Regions from separate parts of the Mus musculus genome. Here region 2 is linked to region 1. A link is a contact called in public capture Hi-C data. All regions are on one chromosome and are shown on one strand. The core of a region is the stretch at or near the end of the contact, and the rest is flanking DNA. Distances in the headings are between cores, read along the strand shown.

Region 1 (4,526 bases), core at 553-3,052:
AGGCATCGAGATTGCATGGCTGTAACTCAGGTGGTGATGAAGGAGGATAACCATCCCCTGGAGGCTAACCTGAGCTACACAGCAAGACCCAACCCAAAAGCAGCCAGCCAACCAAACCAAACTCAAACCCAAAGGCCCGTGAAAAATTGAATTCTGATGATTAGTGCCCCATAAGGACCTTATGGAACATGAAAACAATAGGAAGAACAAAGAGAACGAGCAGGTCAGAACCACACTTACCCAAATTAAAGTCTCCCAGCTTGGAAGATCAAATCATACATTACCTCAAGTAACTCATATTTGTCTGCAAGGTGTCAGCTGACCCCTTTTCTTTAATATCTCACTTCCCACCCCCACCCCCTTTTAAACAGAAAGACCTTTGATTGTGGTGGCCAATAATTTGAAGTTTTGAAGAATTAATTGGCCCTATTATACATGAAGACATAGTAATCCCCCTTCACTTTTGGAAGCCTCGGAGAGAGTTTGAGAATTTCAAGTTGAAATATCACCCCCTTTCACAAAATTCTGTATTTAAGGATAGTATTTTTCAGAATTTAAAAAAATTTTTTACTGGAAACTTAATATTACAGCATTCCCCTTCAGGGTTTATGGTCAAGCTTTTTTAAATATATGTTTTATTTCTTTAACTGGCAGATGTTTGAAAGATGAGAGTAGGATTAATCCTCATATTAATTTTTAAATACATCTCATTCTTCCAAAGAATGCCGAGAAAAAGAACCAACTCTCCATGTAGTAACTGGCAAGGAAGGAAATAGGGCTCCTACCATGGCAACTCCCTGTCAGGGATGCTTAGTGTTGTTTCTGTCCAGGTTCCTCACTGCTGAGAACAAATAGCCAACAATACTGAGAGACGGGGAGGTTTCTTCTGGCTAACAGTTTCAGGGATACAGTTATTGCAGGAGAGGAGAGGAGAGGAGAGGAGAGGAGAGGAGAGGAGAGGAGAGGAGAGGAGAGGAGAGGAGAGGAGAGGAGAGGAGAGGAGGCAGCTGGTTAAACCGGGTCTGCAGTCAGGAAGCAGGGGAGCCACACATAAATGCCGAGACTACACTTGCTTTTTCCTTTTGCTCCACTGTGAGAACACAGCAGACCTCAAAACACAGCAGTTTGGGAACCAACACACACGTCTCTTTGTGTCTGGCAATTGATGTAAGCTCCATGGTTTTTGCTTTTTTTCTAGCTCCTTTAATTGATTGATTGATTGATTGATTGATTGATTGATTTCTGAGACTGGATTTTGCTCTGTAAGCCAGGCTTGTGTAGAACTCCAATTTTGGCTGGCCTGGAATTGGAGAAGTTCATATTCTCATTATACAGAGTGCTTAATGGCACCGTTATGCTCAGGTCATTCATTCATTCATTCATTCATTCATGCATGCATGCATGCATGCATGCATGAGATAGGAGTTTTCTGTGTAGCTCAGAATTTCCCTCCAACTTCAAATTCTCCTTCCTCAGCTTTCCTGGCAATGAAAATACAGGCCTGCGCCATTATGCGCAAGTTATATTGGCTGTTGTTAATATTTATGTTAGGAAAAGAAAATAGTCTCTGTTTTACATACAATCTACTTGGAATCATTTTTTTTTTTTAAAGTTAAGTCGGGGTGAGGGGTGTGTGCAGGTTAACAAGCAAACGCAATTCCTCCAGCTAACGCCAAGGGGCACCCTCTCCTTCCCCTCGGTTTCTGGAGCGCCTTGAGTTCTTTCCATCTGCACAAAGAGCCCGGCCTCCTCCCGGGTGACATCACAAAGGGTCGTTCTCCGCCCCTTCGGCGCCACCACGTGTGTCCCCGAGCTGAGTGGCCATCCGACTCAGTCCCTCGCCGGCCGGTCTAGGCAGCGGAGGAGGCGAGTGCTTGATAGTGGCTGGAAGCTTCGCTATGGGAAGTCGCTCTTTAGCACTGTCGCGGCTAGCCCTGCTCTCTGGTTCTCCGCAGCCGCTGTCGTTGGAGAGCACCGGGAGGCGCGGGTTGCGAGCGCGCCTGCTTCTCACCGCCCGGGCGCCAGCGCCCCTGGGCAGGTGCTGAGCGCCTTTCGGAGCCTCCCCTGCTGCCTCCCTCTTCCGCCTGGGTGCCTGGCTGCTGCAGTGCACATGGGCTGCTGGAGGTAGATGGGCTCACCGCCCGTGAGGCGGCGGTGGATGCGGCGCTGGGCAGAAACAGCCACCAATTCCAGCTGCCGTGGGGCCGAGCGCCCCGGGCGCCGCTGCGAGCCCCGAGCTCGGCCATGGGGACCCGGGCAAGCAGCATCACCGCCCTCGCCTCTTGCAGCCGCACCGCCGGCCAAGTCGGAGCCACGATGGTCGCCGGCTCTCTTCTCCTGGTGAGCGATAGGAGGGGACCCTAGGGTGGCGGCTACGTTCGAGCCTGTGTCCGGGAGCCGGGCGGGTCCTCGGGCCCGTAGTGCCGGAGGCGCGCGGTGGGACCAGACGGGTTGGAAGGGTTGGTTACAAGGCAATAGCCAGACCGAGGAGGACTCCTACTAGATCGTGTGTGTGTGTGTGTGTGTGTGTGTGTGTGTGTGTGTGTGTGTGGTGAGCTAAGGCTAGTGAGTGTTAAAGAATTATTTTTCTTGCAATCTGGCTGCTTGAAGGAGGCGCGAGAGGTGTCCGCCTCGAGGTCCTGCGCATTTTTGGGTTTTTGCCCCCGACTCGGCCTATCTCGCACCCCAACACCCAGCCTCACCCCAATATCATTCGCTGCCAGACCCTCGGCGCGGTGCGAGGCCCGAGTAGTCCTGTCAGTAGCCAGCTGCCGGTTGTGGCCGCTCCTTTGTCGCTACTGCAATGTCATGTCCGGATGCTACCGCAGTGGAGACAGCCGGATCGGTGCGCTCCGGACGCGAGCAACCGCTGCATGCTTCCGCGCGCGAAGCTTTCCGGAGTAGGGCGCAGGCCACCCCTTGCTTCAGCTTCCTTGCTTCTCTCCTCCCTCTTAGTTCAGATGGGTCCTGATTTCTGCAAGCCAAAAGAAGAAGAAGAAGAAGGAGCCCGGGTGGGTGGTGGGGGTGGGGTGGGAGGGGGAGGAGGAGAAGAAGGACCCAGAGACCCAGGCGCCTCTAAAGCACAGGCTTGGAGCCAACCGGCGCTGTGGCTCTCAGTCGAGGGGGAGGGGAAAGAGCTACATAAAGGACGATTAATTTTCCCCATCCTTTTCTTATTTCTCCCTTTCTGTGTTTAGACATGTCACCAAGCAAGATGATGCAGGCTCTCTCAGCACCCAAATCTGGGGCGTGCCCGGATTGCAATCCTCCATCACTTTATCTGATCAAAACCTGACATCATCCCTTATCCAAAACTTACCCCCAGCTGGCCCTTTATTTCCAATATTGGGGCCAAGTGGGGAATTAGGTGGAAGAAAATTTGAATTCAAACCCTTGAGATGCTATAAACCAATCATGTCTTTCATCCCTGCAGGGAGGATGAAGGTTGTTAGCTAAAAACTAAACAAAAACAAAAAAGAGCTTGTTTTCATGGTTGGGCTGTGTAAGGGAAGGCAGGCCTCTTGTCTCCTTCCTCTAAAGGGCTTACTGCCTGGCCAGCCAAGATCTACTGCTTCCATCCCAAGGCATGACAGTTGCTATGGCCTGGGAATTCATTCTACAGACATTCTGGTTCTCTCTGTCTCTCTCTGTCTCTCTCTCTGGCTGACTCTCTTTCTGTGTGTGTGTGTGTGTGTGTGTGTGTGTGTGTGTGTGTGTGTGTGTGTGTGTGTGTGTGTTTAGGGAGAGAGAGAGAGAGAGAGAGAGAGAGAGAGAGAGAGAGAGAGAGAGAGAGGGCTAAAGAAAGTTTGTTGTTCTTAGCATTTATGAGGTAAATCTCAGTGTCCCTTGAGAGACGCTTTTCTGTCTTTTTATAACAATGGCAAAGTCCAAGCCCTTTAAACAAGTGTGGATAGTAAATAATCAGAGAGTCTTTGGGACCGTGGACTTGAATTGACAGTCTTAGATTGAACGAGTTCAAGGAAGCACTGATCCTAATGACCTGAGTTAGGTCCCTTGCTGAGTTCCCTCCAAAGGTCTTAGACCTGCTTCCGTGATGAGCATATACTGCCGTGTGTCCCTGCTCCACACAGATACAATCCTTATACAATACTTATAGATCAGTCCACTCAAATCCAATCTAAAGTTAGTGCTCAATGTATAGTCGTAATCTGGAATTATTTTTTAACTTTTAGCCTGATATATAGGTCCTTGAAGGTCTCAGCATAGTAAAACCATATGCTTTAAGTAACCAAGAAAGGGCCTAGTTCTTTTTATTAAATGATCAAACTCAATGTACCCACAGATTGCACCCAGATTTGCAACTGATGACCTACAGTATAAGTTTGACAGTTTGATGAAGTTTATGAAAGGTATTTTAGAGACAATCTCAAGGTGACGATGCTACAGGGTTCCTTGATTTCCTGGTAACTATGGCAAAAGGGCTTTCTTTAAATTGATGGAGTAGGAGGAGGGTGAGCTGACCATCCTGGAGTGTGGGAATACTCCAGGAAACATCAGGAGCTATG
Region 2 (4,526 bases), core at 1,061-3,560, 610 kb after region 1:
GGGTTTTATTATCTTTTTTGGCTCTCTGGTCTCCTTCGGCCTTCTTGGCAGAAGTTATTTTGCTAGGCTCCGCCATAAAATGACCAGAAACATGCCCAGGGGAATGGGCACTGAGTCTGATGTTTTCTTTGGTTTCAAACTCCTGGAACTTGGCAAAGCCAGCTTGAGCGATGACCTTACTAATGTTTTCCTCCCCCATTCTGGATTCATCCAGGATCTCTATGACATATTGGTGATCCTGCTTATCAAGAACATGGACCACCAATTCTTTGTGGAGTACCGTCTTTTTAAAAAATGAGGTGGCTTCCTGGCTCCAAGTTTTCCCCAGAGGCCAGATGTCAGCCAGGGTGCACTTCAGAGCCAGTATCGGTAGCTGTCTAAACTGAGGCAACAACATTCTCACATCACACCAGTCCACATTCTCAGAGTTGCCCCGGTCCACCAGGAACACATCCACACTCTTGCTGTCTAATCGGGTGACCGTGGCTCGGTAATAGCCATTTTCTTTCCATTTTACACAGCAAAGGTCATCCGGTTCTGGTCTCAAAATAACCCCATCCAGCTTACTGGCAGAAGAATAGAAACTGCACATTCTCTTCGTCAGCTTGCTGAAGGTGTTCTTGTGCTTTCTAAGGCGAATCCAGAACTCCGAAGGGCTCTTCACGAACTCCACCTGGGCGTCATAGAAGGTGTTCATCTTCAGCCTGATGGATCTCAAGGAGGGGAGGGAAACTTCCGCCTCCATTTCCTCAGCGGGGGACTGAGACTGAAACGCTGCCTCCACTTCGTCCTCATCTTCCTCCTCTTCCTCCTCTATCCCCTGGCTCTGAAGAAACCAGTCAGCCAGGCAACAGGATTGTACTCCGAATGCACTGTTGAGATTAATCCCATCTTCCCCATACAGGGTGACATAATACATATGCTCAAAGGAACAGTAAAATTCAATCTTCGCATTCACTGCCTGGCCCAGGATCAGAGCTTTCAGATCACCTACTTGGGACCGGGACCAGCCTCTCCCGCAGTCCCAGAGTCCGTACAACGCACAAGGGTAGGTCACCACAGGCATTCGAAAATACTCCGGCAGCAGATAGCGGAGGCTGCTGCAGCTTACTAGTTCTTTCCTTCCGTAATCGACGTGAAGCACCTGAGCACAGCGCTGAGGCCTGAAGGTCTCAAGCAAGAGAGCCCGGTACCACTGTCCGTCCAAGCCACAGGAAGCACATGGAGATCCCGGTTTGTCAGGGCTCTCCTCCCTCTCCTCCCAGGTGGCACTGCCAGAGTCCTCATCATCTGTCCCCACAGGCGCCCGGTATACCTGGGCCATGCTCTCAGAGAGACGGTGGATCTCCTGCGAGAGGCTCCGCAGTTGACAGTGAATTCGGTGGGGATGGCATACTTGGGTTACTACCACCGGCTCCGTCACTCCCAGCTGCAGTTGGGGATAAAAGTAATCCAACCCAGGATGCTCTTGTTTGGGCGCGGCTCGCGGGAGAACTGGAGCTCCGGAGCTGCCCTGCCCTGCCGCAGTCAGGTAGCGTTTGAGCAGCGAACAGAAGAGGCTGTCCGGCACTTGCCGGGCCAGACCCAGCTCCTCCATCTGCTGAGACACAACTGGCACCTCCAGCAGCACCAGGCGATGGAGGAGCAACACATCCAGGACCCGTCCGTGCACCTCCTTGCCCTGCAGGTTGCTAAGGAAATCCACAGCCCTGGGGGACCATTGCTGGGGTTCGCCACCGCCAGTGCCACCACCGCCCGCGGGCACCAGCCCTGCTAGCACACAGCCCAGCACCTCGGAGGGCAGGTGGAAGAACTCGCTACGCCCTGGCGCCAGCGAGCCCGCGCCCGCCGTGATGGTGCGGCCCTCATCCAGCAGGAAGACGCGGCTGTCTTGCGCCTGGCGGCTGACCACGCGGCAGCGGTGCCACATGAGCCCCACCTGCACCAGGCACAGCTCTCCCGGCGATGCCGACGCCCCACCCAGCGCCCAGGGACCGCGCGTGGCTGCTGCCTCCTGGATCTCCCGGCTCAGCCGCACGTACTCCTCCCGCCGCTGACCCACCAGTCCCCACAGCTGCACTGGGATCACCTCGGGATGCACGTCCACGAAGGACACCCGCAGGGCCAGCGAGGCCCCGGGAGTGGGCAGCCCCGGAGTCGAACTCATGGCTGCGGCCAACCGAGAGCTGCTCCGAGCGTCCGGAGACGGTCCCACCGGGCCAGGTCCGGGGCACCGAGGCAAGGGGAAGGACGCCCGGAGAGGCGATCCTTCGTCCAGGCGCCCGGCGCAGGGCCTCGGGGACTCGCGACTGGTAGCAGCCGGCGGCCGGCCAACCGCCCACAGTGCCTCGCAGGCTCAGATAGCGCGTGGCTGCCTGCCTTCTCGGCGCGGGGGGTTTCAAGGCGACCAAGGGGTGGCTTCCTGGCGCAGGGGACGCCTGGGGACTACCAGCAAGCCTGTGCGGGACAGGGTTAGGATGTGCACTGCTTCTTTCCAGGATGCTTTTGACTCCGGGGGAGTTCAGTGGCAATGCCTGGCAGAGATCCAGTAGGATCGCAGGGGCTGGACTCCCCCTCGGTTTCAATTTTCTCACAGTGGATGGAGCACCGAGCGCCAAGCACGGTGCCAGCCATTGGAGTTCTCGAAGAGAAACTGGGAAGGGGAAAAAAATGGATGCGTCAACGGTGCCTTCCTGGGCGTTGAGGCTGGAACTTTCCTGGTTCTAGGCAAGGCCTAGTTCAGGCCCAGCAGTGCGCTTGCGCCTTGCAGGGCCCGGATGAATTTTTCCCCCCACCTGGTGCGTTGGAGACCTGGAGCAGGTTGCCAGAGCCTCTGTAATCTATGACCCTGTTTCGTGTCTGAATGACAGATCCCTTTAGGCGCTTAATATAAAGTCTGAGGTCTACGGTTTCTTCTCAGCACTTTGTCTGGCATGGCTTTCTTCCCTCCTTCCCTTGTTGCCTAGCTACATGCAGCTAGGGCACCTAACTTTGAAGATAGATACTCTATGGATTCAAAGTGAGCACACAAGTAGATCCACCCCGCAGCACACATATCACCCCCCCACCCCCCCAAACCAAGAGGACTGGGTTATTTCTGCAAACTCTTGGCCTGTCTATTGTATCAAATGTCTTCGCCTAATTTACCATAGAAATCTCTGACAAGGGTGATAGAAGCGGTATGGAAAATGCAGGTATAATTTGAGGTGCGCCTACTAGTCAATTGCATTCGATTTGTTGTGCATTCGCAAAGTTGTATACATCCCCAGAGGACTTTCCGGTTTGCCTATACATCTCATCTCACTTCAGGTTTCAGAATACAAGAAAACAAGACAGCGCTTAATTGTGCCCCTGGCCTAACTAAATTGCAGTGGGTTCCAGATTAGAAGCTACCTACGCTTGTAATCTCCTCGAACGGTTTCTTTCCCCATCATTGTGTTGCAAATTGTTATCTGATTTCCCACTAGCCCACATGGGGGGGGGGGAGGAAATGAAATGCACAGTAGCTATTGAATGAACAAATCTGATTTTCCGAAGCTTTCGCTTCTCCACGTTGAGCTTATCCTTGAAAAGTTCATTTTCATTTCCTCCTTTTCCCCAATTCTTTTTTTTTTTTTCTCTTTATGGAAGAAAAACACACATTGAATTAAAATAAATCCTTAGCAGGGATCTGGAGAGACGGCTCAGAGGTTAAGATGATCTACTGCCCTTGCAGAGGATACAGTTTCAAATCCTATCCTTCTATCCACCATGGGTAGCTCACAACTGCTTACAACTCTGGCTCTAGATAATCGTATGCCCTCTTCTGGACTCCATGAACACACACACACACACACACACACACACACACACACACACACACAAATAAATCTTGGGACTGGAAAGTTGGGTTAGAAGACCTCAGTACTCACATGGTTGCTTACAATTATCTTTAAATCCAGTTCCAAGGAATCTTGGGTTTTTGAAGGCAGAAATTCTGGCATCTCACTTTAAGGGATGGAGAGTAACTGCTTGCAAGCAAGCAGTTCAACAGAAGCGAAGATGAAGTTAGCTAAGACATCTTCACCTTGGATTCCTAAATAGAGTTAGATACATTTCCTAGGGAGTCTCCATCAAGGAGACCAAACTTGAAATGGCTTCCACCAGAATACAAGCTGGAGGAGCCTCTGTATTGTCTTGCCCCAGCACACTGTGCAGTCCATAATATCTTGAAACTTTTGATTATTTCCCTTACTATCACAGTGTGATCGCCATCAAAGTAGGAACTCTTACTTATTTTTCTGTTCTCAGTGCCTCGAACAGGGCTGGAATACAAACACCCAGCAAAGATTTAAGGAAGAGAGTAAACCTAGAACAAAGATAGAGTGGAGATTTCACCCTAATAAATGGTTTGACCGTCACATGGAGTTACCGAGATTTCAATTCTTCAGGTACAAGCATATATATAATATATTAAGAAATACAACCAAATATTATACACCAGAAACTTATAGATACAGTGAGTTCTTATCTACTCATAGTTACTG

Evidence for each region. Capture Hi-C pulls out chosen DNA fragments and counts their contacts.
Region 2: a capture Hi-C map of macrophages shows a contact between it and region 1, with 6 times the contacts expected there. The contact joins the promoter of Tdrd6 here to the promoter of Tnfrsf21 in region 1. A contact is called at or near these places in 11 of 39 promoter capture datasets (the 3T3-L1 cell line, 3T3-L1-derived adipocytes, cranial neural crest and 5 more), 1 of 15 datasets of contacts at CTCF or cohesin (large pre-B cells), 1 of 484 Hi-C or Micro-C datasets (embryonic stem cells), 6 of 115 datasets of contacts at active chromatin or transcription factors (embryonic forebrain, fetal liver, forebrain and 2 more) and 2 of 9 other capture datasets (embryonic stem cells and macrophages).

The regions. Positions count from the first base shown.
Region 1 is chr17:43,014,753-43,019,278 of GRCm38.p6, forward strand. Tnfrsf21 (tumor necrosis factor receptor superfamily, member 21) reads left to right here and starts at 1,803. Exons shown (of 6, transcript NM_178589.3): 1 at 1,803-2,340. The coding sequence starts at 2,245.
Region 2 is chr17:43,627,989-43,632,514 of GRCm38.p6, forward strand. Tdrd6 (tudor domain containing 6) reads right to left here and starts at 2,311. Exons shown (of 5, transcript NM_001161366.1): 1 at 1-2,311. The coding sequence starts at 2,167.